Regions from separate parts of the Pan troglodytes genome. Here region 2 is linked to region 1. A link is a contact called in public Hi-C data. All regions are on one chromosome and are shown on one strand. The core of a region is the stretch at or near the end of the contact, and the rest is flanking DNA. Distances in the headings are between cores, read along the strand shown.

Evidence for each region. A called contact is a pair of places that touch in the nucleus more often than the background predicts.
Region 2: a contact with region 1 is called in a Hi-C map of stem cell-derived neural progenitor cells, with 2.9 times the contacts expected there. The contact joins the enhancer-like site here to the promoter of LOC461830 in region 1. A contact is called at or near these places in 1 of 7 Hi-C or Micro-C datasets (stem cell-derived neural progenitor cells) and 1 of 1 datasets of contacts at active chromatin or transcription factors (stem cell-derived excitatory neurons).

The regions. Positions count from the first base shown.
Region 1 is chr4:45,094,587-45,101,140 of NHGRI_mPanTro3-v2.0_pri, reverse strand. LOC461830 (general transcription factor IIH subunit 2) reads left to right here and starts at 4,993. Exons shown (of 17, transcript XM_054685063.2): 1 at 4,993-5,106. It overlaps OCLN (occludin), which reads left to right. Exons shown (of 9, transcript XM_001158455.6): 9 at 1-2,209.
Region 2 is chr4:45,609,973-45,616,490 of NHGRI_mPanTro3-v2.0_pri, reverse strand. No RefSeq gene overlaps it. Among named protein-coding and RNA genes, the nearest start is that of SLC30A5, 52 kb to the right of the region's middle. Within about 2 kb of position 5,045, at least 12 of the 24 cell types and tissues checked have an H3K27ac peak or open chromatin away from gene starts, as enhancers often do. A contact at or near this core is called in stem cell-derived neural progenitor cells, where this site is marked.

The DNA.
Region 1 (6,554 bases), core at 3,744-6,243:
TTGGTCTTGAACTCCTGACCTTGTGGTCTGCCTGCCTCGGCCTCCCAAAGTGCTGGGATTACAGGCGTGAGCCACCATGCCTGGCCTAAGTGTGTGTGTGTGTATTTTTTTTTTTTTTTTTTTTTTGAGATGGAGTTTTGCTCTTGTTGAACAGGCTGGAGTGCAATGTCGCGATCTCAGCTCACCACAACCTCCGCCTCCCAGGTTCAAACAATTCTCCTGCCTCGGCCTCCCGAGTAGCTGGGATTACAGGCATGCGCCACCACGCCTGGCTAATTTTTTTTTGTATTTTTAGTAGAGATGGGGTTTCTCCATGTTGGTCAGGCTGGTCTCGAACTCCTGACCTCAGGTGATCCATCCACCTCGGCCTCCCAAAGTGCTGGGATTAGAGGCGTGAGCCACTGCGCCCGGCCTATAATTTTTGATAGATGATTTTGAATTATTTTCCGGAGATAAAATTTTAAATGTTTCCATTATATCACTGATTTATTTCTGCAAATTGAATAAATTCTTAATTTTCTGCATGCACATAATACAAAAGGTATTTTCATAGCTTTTGGATTTATACCAAATGAAAAGGACTCTCTTGATGAGCACCTTTAACTGATTTTTCTGTGTTAAATTTTTAACAATTTGTTCTTGGAAGTCAGTTCGTGAAGGCAAGTTTGTCAGTATTTTCACAAAACTATTCAGCTGAATCCAGAAAGTGAAACAGCAAGAATTTGCATTGTAAAATTGTGTTATAAAATTGGACTTTGAAATTTCAAAAATAAGAAAAATTTTCATGTGTATTTATACTAAATACCGTTTTAGGAAACTAGGATCAGGGTGTTTCTGTTGGCGTTGGCATTAAATAGCTGGATGTAAATTTGAAAAGCCACTCAAGCATTGTTTCCTAGTCTAGAAAGTCAGAGGTTTAGATTAGATTTCCGACATCCCTTCCATTTCTGACCTGTAGTTCTTGTCTGGAATTCTGCTTTGTTATAAACTATTGTTCTAAGGAGTTTGTTGTGATAGCACATAGTTCATTTTGTAAAGATTCCCTGTGTATAAAGTGATGCCCTACATATGTGATTTTGTATTAAAAGTATATAGGATCATTATTTTATTTTGAAAAATTTAAATACAGAAAAGTATAAAATATAAGTACCATCCGCCCAGAAATAACATGTGTTAATGTTTTGTCATATGTGCTTTATATTTTTTGAAATAAAGTGAAGTCAACTAGTATTTATAGTAAATAAGTTACATACACATAAGTACATATATGATATTTAATCCTCACAACGATCTTTTGACATGTGACCATTTCTTATTCTTCTTTTATAGACAAGGAACTAATGATATGATAGATTAACTGGCTGTTGTCACACTAGCAAGTGGCAAAACAAGGGATTAGGATCTTAGTCTCTTCAACTGTTAGATTCTATACTTCCATCCTGTGTTGACTTTGTTAATGGATTGGATAATGTGAGATCACTCTGATGTAAATAAAGTATCCTATATTAATTTCGAGTGCATTTTAAGTACTTGTAACATAAATGCTTCCTGTGAAATATCTGTAAAGACCTGAATGGGTACATGTGTGTAAAGAAGAATCAGGGCAGAAAAGTGCTTTTATCGTGGCTCCGGGGACCTTAGCTTCAGTTGGTGTTGTGAGAATTCCTCACACAAGGACATTCTCCTTGCTTCAGCATCAGGATGGAAGTGTTTCTCATCTGGACTTTTTCAAAGACTCAGCTGGAGGAATCAGAATTCATAATTTCCTGGCAGCTCATGATTCTGCTACACTACACCATGCCATCTCTTGTGTGAAAGGACAGATTTGATGGAGGACTATGTCATCCCTCATGCGTTTCTTATTGTCTACATTTATTCTAATGGGAAGAAGTGAGCAAAAACACCTCAATAATTTGGGTAGTTTTTAGAAAACCTTGTTAGTAAATTAGAATAGTGCCACTTTGGCATTATGAGAAAGAAGCATGGATACATAACTAGGGTTTTGTGTATGACTACAACGAAATGCAGAATGGTGTCTCCAAAAGGTTTCCAGTTGCTGCCACAAGACCTGCTTGGTATTGCCTACATGTGTTGTCCTATTTTTGCTTTGCCCTTCTGCAGTTACTTGCTGTGGGACCTTGGAGAAATTAACTTAGCCTCTCTGTACTTCAGTTTTTTGTATTTGTAAAATATATTTGTAATAATCTCATAGTTAAGAAGGTAGTTAATGTGTGACTCAGTCCTTGTCTAAAAGTAAATATGCCTAGCTACCCCCATCTTCCAAAGCCAGAAGGTGAAACTTTAACAAGTTTTCTAAAAGCAAATTGTGTTTTTTAAAAGTGCATGTGTCATCCAATCCCATATGATTGATTTGTGCTGGGTGCAGCCTTAGAATGTAAATTCTTTTGAATTCTAGGCAGAGAATGCAGGATTGGCATTCTAAATATTTGTACATGATAAACAAATGCTTCTTTAGGTTAGAGCAAATAGTTTACTTATCAAGATCACGATTGTTAGATACTGTTGTCAATTACAGAGGTTTTAGATGAGGCTTTCTGGAATGATTTAGTTTCCCTGTAAGGGAGCCTGTCTATTGGAATAGACAGGTTCACTTCTCCCAGTCTTTCAAGTTGCATGCTTTTTATATCTGATTCCACTGGCTGAGCTGATTGTGAATGTCCTAACCCTGTTGATTGTGTCTGGCCACTCATGGGCAAAGAACAGATTATCCATTCTTTATAGTTGTCTTTTAGTTTTACAAGTTGAAAAAACATCTGAGTAGGTTAGATAATTTATTCTACCACTTTGTAAATGATTAGAATATGTCAGTCATAATCATGCCAAGAGATTATGGATTTATGCATATTTTGTTTTGCTGTAGTACCATTCCTAGTTGAATCTTAACATCCATGTCTAAAATCTATACAGAGCAAATATTACAGTTGGGAAAACTGTTTCAGTCTCCTCTCTTCGCAAATATGCTTTATATTTATTGGGGAGTCCTCTATCTTTTTCCTGGTTTTCCTTAAAGCCTTCCCAGGCTGATGGATAACAAACATATGCAAGAAACTTGGGGCTTGGGATTCCTCTAGGCTGTTTGTCCTAGAGGAATGCATCCCATCTTGCAAATAGGATGGTCAATTAAGATGGAAGGAAGCAAAAGTGTGGATAGGAAGGAAGGGCACAAAAGGAAAAGTGTGGAATTTGTGTGTGAGTCCTCTAATGAGGTCAAAGGTGGGAGGGAGGCAAGCATGGAAGCTTCCTGGCACTGCGATACTAATTTCCCCTCCTCTCCCTTTTAAAATCCTGTCTTCTGGGAGGAAATGAGACTGATTATGGAGTTCCCACTAAGCCCTGCAGGGTTGGTGGAGACAACCCCATTTTACACATTAGTTCATAGACTTGGGTTGTGACTTGCTTGAGGTCACCCAGCCAGTGTGTCAGAGCCTGATTTTAAATCCAGGGCTGTTCTTTACACTGCTATGCAAGATACCTTCTGTATATATTTTTGAGGGAGACAACAGAGATGGGAAAAAATTTTAACAATAAAGGCAATGGAGGGGATGAGTATGCTGATGGGGAAGGAAAGAGGCCCCAGCTTCTGCAGTTCCTTTGTGTTATTCCTAATCCTTTTCTCATCTGGGGGTGCACTGCCTCTCCATTTCTCAAGTATGGGAAATGCCAATAATTCCACTTGTGTTAATTGGCAGTCAGACAACTTGTCCAAAACTGAATTGATCTTACCCACCCCGCCAACATTTCAATAATTGCAACCCCAACCTTTCAGTTGCTCAGCTAAAGACTATGGAGGTATCCTTGATTCTTTTCTCATAACACACATCCAGTGTATTGGTAAGATTTAGAATTCAGTCACTTCTCACCAGCTGCTGGTCCAAGCCATCACAATTCCCCCAAAGTTCTTAACAGTGCTCACAGCCTCTCCTCCCCACCTTACCCATCTGATTGCAGCTGCCACCACTCATCCCCTGCTCACTCCTGCAGTCGTCAAAGACCCCAATGCATTTGTACCTCAGGGCCTTTGCACTTGCAGCTCTCTTTGTCTGAAGAGCTTTTCCCCTAGGTATCAGCAGGGTTAACACCCTTCCTCATTCAGGTCATGGCTTAACTGTCTTCCCAGTGAGGACTCCTCTGGCCACCCTATTTTATTTTTTGAGATGGAGTCTCTGTCACCCAGGCTGGAGTGCAAGGTTGGCTCACTGCAACCTGTGCCTCCTGGATTCAAGCGATTCTCCTGCCTCAACCTCCCGAGTAGCTGGGATTACAGGCGCCTGCCAGCACGCCCGGCTAATGTTTTTGTATTTTTAGTAGAGACGGAATTCACTATGTTGGCCAGGCTGGTCTCGAACTCCTGCCCTCCGATGATCCACCCCCGCTCGGCCTCCCAAATCACCATGCCTGGGATTACAGGCGTGAACCATCGCACCCGGCCTGGCCACCCTATTTTAAACTGCAAACTTTTCCTCTTCAATGCTTAGTTTTTCTCCACAGCATTATCACCATTTCATATAGTATATGTTTTTCTTCATACTGACTCCCCTTGGAGAAGGAAAACTCCACGAGAGCAATGATTTTTGTCAGTTTTTCATTGTTATTTCCTCAGTGCTTAGACATGCATCAGGCTCAAAGTAGATGCTCAATGTTTGCTGAATGAACAGCAAGAGCAACGGAGGAGTCCTGAAATACACAGCAAGAAGCAAGGATAACTCTGGCTTTACTTCTGTGGCCAGGGTCCTTCATCCCAACCTTTTAGAAGTAGAAAAACAAAATCGAGCTCCTCAGAACCCAGGTCGATGGCTGCAGAGCCTTCGACCTTCCGAGAGCGAATGGCGATCACTCTTTCCGGTTCTCTGCGAATTCCAGCTGGAACACCGTCCCTTTCCGCGCCCCAACTCAGCGGAGGGCATGCCCTGCACCCGAGCGCATGCCCTGCACCCGAGCGCCCCGCTCCGGCAGCTGCACTCTGCAGCATCCGGAACGTTTCGGCGTGGCCGCAGGGCGCGGCGGAATGACTTCCGGGGCGCCCCTAAAGCGGCGGAGAGGAGTGTCGGGCGGAGTTTCCGGCTGAGAGTCCTTCTAGCGGGGCCGGTGAGTCCGCGTGTGGAAGTCTGTGAGGCGCAGAGGTGGGGCAGGCCGTCTGGCTAGCTAGGCGGCTGGGAGCGTTTTCGTGGCGGGGAACGGAGGTTGAATTGCCCTGCCTGAGCTCATAGGGAAGGAGGATGTGAAGGAGCTTGTGAAGGCAGAGGAAGGTAACTTTCGTCTGGGGAGCCGCAGAGTAGGGAGGGAAGCTGCAGGCCGTCTCTCCCTAAGTAAAAGCGCGACTTTTAGAAATGATGGTTCAGGGTTCGAGTTTGTGACCCGCTTGAGAAAGTGACCAACCTCTGAGCCTGAATCCCATACCTGAAAAACAAGGACAGTAATCACCCTTGCCAGTTTCACATAGCTTGGTAAGGTGTGAAGAAAAGCTTCTTAAATTGGGATGTTTGGTGCTCTCATTTGTTGGCAGATAGCATTCCGAGCTCATGTAACGGGAATCACACCAGTAGGCTTATGCTGAGGAACGTGGATTGTTTGGGGTTGGATTCCAGGAAACAGATCACTTAAATTTTTTTTTTTTCTTCGAGACGGAGTCTCGCCCTGTCGCCAGGCTGGAGTGCAGCGGCGCAATCTCAGCTCACTGCAACCTCCACCTCCTGGGTTCAAGCGATTCTCCTTCCTCAGCCTCCCGAGTAGCTGGAACTACAGGCGCGCGCCACCACGCCCAGCTAATTTTTGTATTTTCAGTAGAGATGGGGTTTCACCATGTTGGCCAGGATGGTCTTGATTTCTTGACCTCGTGATCCTCCCGCCTCGGCCTCCCACAGTGCTGGGATTACAGGTGTGAGCCACCCACCTGGCCTTGCTGATATTTTTAAGAAGAAAATGGACTGTTGGGAAGTGACAGGCCGTTGGAGATCTTTACAAAGTCCATCTTCAGGATGCATGAATCCTTTAAACAGCATGCATGTTTACAATCAGACTTCCCATTGAACGTCTGCAGTTTTAGGGACCTTAATACCTCCTGTCCAGTCGGATTTCCCATTGCAGGCAGCTCTAATTAAGAAGTCCTTTTAGCCGGGCGTGGTGACTCATGCCTGTAATCCCAACACTTTGGAGGACCGAGGTGGGCGGACCAGTTGTGGTCAGGAATTCGAGACCAGGCCTGGCCAACAGGCTGGTGAAACCCCGTCTCTACTAAAAATAAAAAAGTTAGCTGTGGTGGCTTGTGCCTTAATCTCAGCTATTCGGGAGACAGAAGAGACAGTAGAATCGCTTGAACCCTGGAGGCGGAGGTTGCAGTGAGCTGAGATTGCGTCACTGCACTCCAAGCCTGGGCGACAGAGCAAGACTCTTGTCTCAAAAAAAAAAAAGAAAAAAAAGAATTCCTTTGGTATGGTCAGCCAAAAGTCTCTCAGTTGCTATTTATTTTTATATTTATAATATTTATTATATATTTATAATTATTTTATTTATTTTGAGATAGGGTCTCACTCTGT
Region 2 (6,518 bases), core at 3,796-6,295, 520 kb before region 1:
CTGAGAGAGAGCATTTGAAGGACCAGCACCCGAGAGTGTGAGAAGGGGACCCAAGCGGGATGGCCTTTTTGTTCCCTCACAGTCTCAGTCCCCTCAGAATCCCTAGGGCAGCAGTCCCCAACCCTTTTGGCACCGGGGACTGGTTTCATGGAAGACAATTTTTCCACAGATGGGGGGCAGGGGCGTGGTTTCAGGATGATTCAAGAACATTACATTTATTGTGCACTTTATTTCTATTATTATTACATTGTAATATATAATGAAATAATTATACAACTCACCATAATGTAGAATCAGTGGGAGCCCTGAGCTTGTTTTCCTGCAACGAGATGGTCCCATCTGGGTGTGATGGGAGACAGTGACAGATCATCAGGCATTCTCATAAGGAGCACACAACCCAGATGTCTCGCATGCATGGTTCACAATAGGATCTAATGCCACCACTGATCTGACAGGAGGTGGAGCTCAGGAGGTAATGTGTGCAATGGCAAGCGGCTATAGGTACATACAGATGAAGCTTTGCCTGCTCGCCAGACGCTCACAACCTGCTGTCCAGCCGGTTACTAAATTAGCTTATTTCCACCATACCAATCCATGGCCCAGGGACTGGAGACCCGTGCCCTATGAGGAACTGTTACTATGAATTAGGCTTAGTCTTTTTTTTTTTTTTTTTTTTTTGAGACAGAGTTTCACTCTGTCACCCAGGATGGAGTGCAGTGGCACAATCTTGGCTCTCTGCAAGCTCTGCCTCCCCTCCCGGGTTCACATCATTCTCCTGCCTCAGCCTCCAGAGTAGCTGGGACTACAGGCGCCTGCCACCAAGCCCGGCTGATTTTTTGCATTTTTAGTAGAGACAGGGTTTCACTGTGTTAGCCAGGATGGTCTCGATCTCCTGACCTCGTGATCCACCTGCCTTGGCCTCCCAAAGTGCTGGGATTACAGTCATGAGCCACCGCGCCTGGCCTAGGCTTAGTCTTTCAGCCTGTATTTTGCTGCATATATACCTATCTGCAAACAAAAGATACTTTTCTTTGTGTGTTAATTTCTACCCAACTTGGGAAAAATAGTAGCATCTAGTATACATCTTTCTGCAACTTGCTTTTAAAAAAAAAAAAAAAACCTCATTGCCTCCTAATATATATTGATTGAGTTCATTCATTTCAACTACTTTGCATCATTTCATCATATAAACATACCTTGATTATTTATACATTCCCCTTTTGATGGGCATTAGCTTATTTCCAATTTTCATATTTTGCAAGCAGTGCCATAATGTACAGCCTTTTCCATGTCTCCTAGTGCATATGTGCAAAAAGTTCTAGACGAATGAGTACCTAGAACTGGAGTTGTTGGATCTTGTGGCATGCTTACTTTCAACTTTACAAAATATTGCCAAATTATTTTCCAAAGTGGTTGCACCATCTAGGCACAGTGGTTCACACCTGTAATCCCAGCGCTTTGGGAGGACAAGGTGGGATGATCACTTGAGGCCAGGAGTTTGAGACTTGCCTGGGATACATAGCAAGATCCCACCTCAATTTTAAAAATAATAAAAATATAAAATATATATAAATAAACAAAGTGGATGTATTAATTTACACTTGTACCCACTCCCCAAAGACTATTCTATGACTTATTTTACTTTTGCCCTTATAATGCATATGAAGTGCTGTCTTGTTTTAGTTTGCATTTTCCAGATTACTAGTGAGGTTGTGCATCTTTTCATATACATTTTCCATCTGTGACTTGTCTATTTATACCCTTTGCCCATTTTTCTGCTTTATTTTTTGTCTGTTCCATATTGATTTGTAGGAGTTCCTTATATATTCTAGAAATTATTCCTGTGTTTCATATACCTGTTTTTTGTCCAACAGTTTGGAAACCAAAATATCACTAATCATTTCTGGAATATAGCATTCAGTTACATAGGCATTAATATCAGAAAAAATACCACTTGGTTTTCTAATCTAAAAAATTTATAAAATAGTTTCTATCTTTGACTCTGATACACCAAAAATTTTACAAAGGGTCAGTTACTGGACCATCCAAGAATAGTTTATCACGTGGTCCAAAAAAAACTTGATACAATAGAAGAACTTTCTCTCACACTTGTTTTAAACTTCCTGTATCAGTCCAGTTCTCTCCACCTCAAGGAACAAAAACAGATGGCACACACGAATTAGGAAAATTGGAGGAGGTTTTATTTACAGAGGGACTAATTACAAAGGGGTGAGTGGGGATAGCAGAGCCATAAGAGATAGTGGCAGTGGAACTGTATAGGAATAGGGTAAAAGAGAGCTTGCCAGAACCCAAAAAGAGAATGGCATAGAACAGGCCACCTAGACAAGAGCAGTGACATTCTGTTGAGAGACACAGCAACTTGTGTCAACCTCGCAGGAAGGAACCAAGGAAATATATGCCCTGACCCCATGCTCCTTTCTCTCTCCCTCCCATCTCCTGTGGAAAGCCAGAAGGCATAGGTGCCTTTGCTGTGATCCACACAGGACAGCCTCCCAGAAAAGAAAATTATGGATAAAGGTGGAAAATGAATCTAAAAGGTCAAATTGAAGAAATCCAGCAAGCTTGCCTTGCCAAATAACTTCAGATTCTATACCACACAAAAGAAAGGCAGATAAACTTTAAATGTAAAGAGTGACTTAAAGCACTTTTCTGGGCACAGTGGCTCACCCCTGTAATCCCAGCACTTTGGAAGGCTGAGGCGTATGGATCACCTGAAGTCAGGAGTTTGAGATCAGCCTGGCCAACATGGTGAAACCTCGTCTCTACCAAAAATACAAAAACTATCCCAGCATGGCGGTTCATGCTACTTAGGAGGCTGAGGCAGGAGAATCACTTGAACTCGAGAGGCGGAGGTTGCAGTGAGCCAGGATCATGCCACTGCACTCCAGCCTGGGCAATAGAGCGAGACTGCATCTCAAAAAGAAATTTTTTAAAAAGAGCACTTTCTGGAATTATACAAGAGTAGTGAAAGATGGATAATAGAGGCAGATACCACTTTATCTCCTATTTTCTATCTTTCATTTCTGCCAAGGAGAAAGATTACTGGCCAGAAAACAATACAACAAGGATCCAGATGAAAGATCTAAAAATCCAAACTGGTGGAAACATCATAAGAAAGCATCTGGGTTCTCTACATCGGTGCAAACCTCCTGGCCCCAACAAACTACATCCTAGCCTACACCTAGAAGAGATTGGTGACAAAATGAGCTGCTGTTGTTATCACAAAAGAATTCTAGAAACTGGGGCAGGAATCAATAGTGCAATTCTCAGGCAGGTTGTCTAACACCACCTTGAACACGGAGAGAAGAAAGTGGAGCATTTAACTGTGCATAAGATTCAGATAGGGAAAGTCATGACTAATGAATTAACAGGACTTCTGTTTTTATCCAAACTCTGCCAGAGTGACAAATCAGAAGAAGCTGTCAATACGCAGCTTCACCATTTGAACTCCGCATTTGATAGAGACTTTTACCTTGTGAACAAGACAGAAGAATGTGGGCCAGATGATCACAAAGATAGGTGCTAATTATGAATCAATGTCAGCCCAGAGTTTCTAGTGTAAAGGAATTCTGTTTGCAGTCTTGTCCTGTTCATTGAGTAAATAGCTGAGTGTACAGTTGGCTTGCTAATGCACTTCTCTGACTGCTGGGAAAGGTAGCCAATATATTTAATATGGCAGAGTGAAGATCCAAAGGCTCTAACGATAAGCCAAACTTAATAAAAATTTTAACTGAAATAAATGTAAAGCCCTACGCTTACATTTTTTTCGTGCATAAGAACAGAATCAGGTCCAGGCGCGGTGGCTCACACCTGTAATCCCAGCACTTTGAGAGGCCGAGGTGGGCGGATCACCTGAGGACGGGAGTTCAAGACCGCCTGACCAACATGGAGAAACCCCGTCTCTACTAAAAATACAAAAAAAAAATTAGCCGGGCATGGTGGCGCATGCCTTTAATCCCGGCTACTCGGGAGGCTGAGGCAGGAGAATCGCTTGAACCCGGGAGGCGGAGGTTGTGGTGAGCCGAGATTGCACCATTGCACTCCAGCCTGGGCAACAAGAGTGGAAACTCCGTCTCAAAAAAAAAAAGAACAGAATCAGAAAAACATGACTAGGCCCCTAATTAAACATGGTGGGGTTTATTTCTTTCTTGTTTTATTTCTTCTGTCCTCCCAAACCTATCAAAATGATAATAGATTAATTTTTCACAAAAAGTAAAACTCAAAAAAAAAGAATGAGAGAGGAGAAATAGAAGACAGGAGATATGAGCAATAATTTGAAACACAGAAAGTGCATAGTAACTGATTTAGCAGAGCCTACCGTCAATGGGTCTGCAAAGAGGAATTCCAATGAAAGTGAAACCAATTCACTCCCAAGAACCCTGGAAAGACCTAGCACTAGGTTCTGTCCGGGTGCTGCAGAAAGGAGTGGTGAAGCACTGAGTGAAAAGGAATAGTGTGTGAAAGTATTCATATTAATAGAATGAGCTGCTTAGCGAGGGTGTGTTTTCATTCACTGAAGATGTTGGAGCAGAATTAAACACTAATCAAATATGTTATAAAAGTGATTCAAATGTTGGACACAAACTTGACTCCAATGACTTTTAAAGCCCCATCACTCTGAAATCCTATGATTCTAGAATTTATAGTTACTTATAAAATTGTGTAGACAGGACTTCAACAGGTTTTAGGTACTTCCGGATGTATTTTTATCAGCGTCCAATAGGTGGCGCTGTGGTATAAGATGAGACTCAGCAAATGGCTGCCCTTACTTGATTCTCCTGTGCCCTACCGAGTGTCTAATAACAAGTAACAGCTAGAATGTTTGATTTTTTTAAATCGGAAATCTAAACCCAGAGATTCAGAACACCTAGGTTTCATAGTTCTTGTGGCGCATGAGCCTTTGTGTGATTTAGTTTGTCATCCTTCTCTGTCCTTCCGTCTTATTCCTATCCAAGTTGTGGCACTTCAATGTATTTGTCGTTCTCGGACAGCAAAGTAAGTCAAACGCGAAACAACTCCCCCTTCACATCCCGGATGCCCTGCCTCCATTGCGTGTACCCTTTATCTCAGGGCTCTGAGTGTGTGGGGCTCTACAAGCGTTATCTCCCTTGATTTAAAAAATAATAATAAATAAAAACAAGACAAAACAAAGAACTTACTGTTCCAGCACAAGTTTACATCAGTATCGATCAGGAATACGATTGTCTCCGGCTGTCCTCCCTTTTCTGCTGATTAGGAGATTCATGCTTCGCTTCTTTGTTTTTGTTGTTTTTGTTTTCGTTTTGATTTTTAATCAAAACGTTTCGTTTGATTATTAAATGAATTCCTTCATATCATAACCAAGTCCAATACACTTTGCTTCCTAAAAGCTAATTACTTAATATCTAGCTCTTATTGACAAATTTTGCCACTCATCAAAGTTGTAAAACTTGGTTTCTTCATTTCCCTTTATCTGCTTCAGATTTACAAGGTCCCTGGGGAATTTCTGCTCCTCATCAAGGAATGTCTCCATCAACTCCATATATTCAGGTAACTCTGCTCCTACATTCAAGACTCAAATCCAGGAAAATTTCCTAACATGAGGCATCTGTAAAGCTGTCCAATTCACCCTCTTGGCATAACCTGTCCCACAGGGTTTTTCAACTTAATGATTTTTTTTTCATTTTGGCTAAATGCCATTAGTCCACCCAGAAAGCAAGACTGGCTTTTTTTGTTTGTTTGTTTTTAACGGAGGTTTCACTCTTGTCACCCAGGCTGGAGTGCAGTGGCGCGATCTCAGCTCACTGCAACCTCCGCCTTCCAGGTTCAAGTAATTCTCCTCCCTCAGCCTCCTAAGTAGCTGAGATTACAGGCACGTGCCACCACTCACAGCCAATTTTTGTATTTTTAGTAAAGACGGGGTTTCACCATGTTGGCCAGGCTGGTCTCAAACTCCTGACCTCAAGTGATATGCCTGCCTCAGCCTCCCAAAGTGCTGGGATTACAGACGTGAGCCATTGCACCGGCCAAGACTGCCTTTTTTAAATACTTGAGTCTAGTCTAACTGACAAGAAATGTTAGTGAGTTGAGTTGGGGGGAAAAAGGCCCATACTCACAATGCAAAACAGTAACAAAGCCCAAACAACAGCAACAACAACAAAAAACCAGCATTCTTTCCATGACCAGATTTTCAATAGTAATTTCATCTTTGCACCTTGTGTAAGTACACATCCTAGCAGCCTTGCTCAGTTATATATCTGATTGACTGTTGTTGTTTTGCTTGGTTTTCTAAAATGTCCTCTGTACTAATCTGATCTGAATTCATATTTTCCATCAGTTCTATACCAACTTTCTAGACTTGATCTTTCTGTTGTTCTCTGGAAAGAACAGAAGTATTTAGAGCAGTTAATAAGCACTTGTGGAAACCTCTCTGAGTGGTTTGTCTCACAGAAGGAAGAGTTACACCTGGCTAATTAGTCCTCCAACTACATCGTTTCTATAGTTTCAAAACGTTCTCA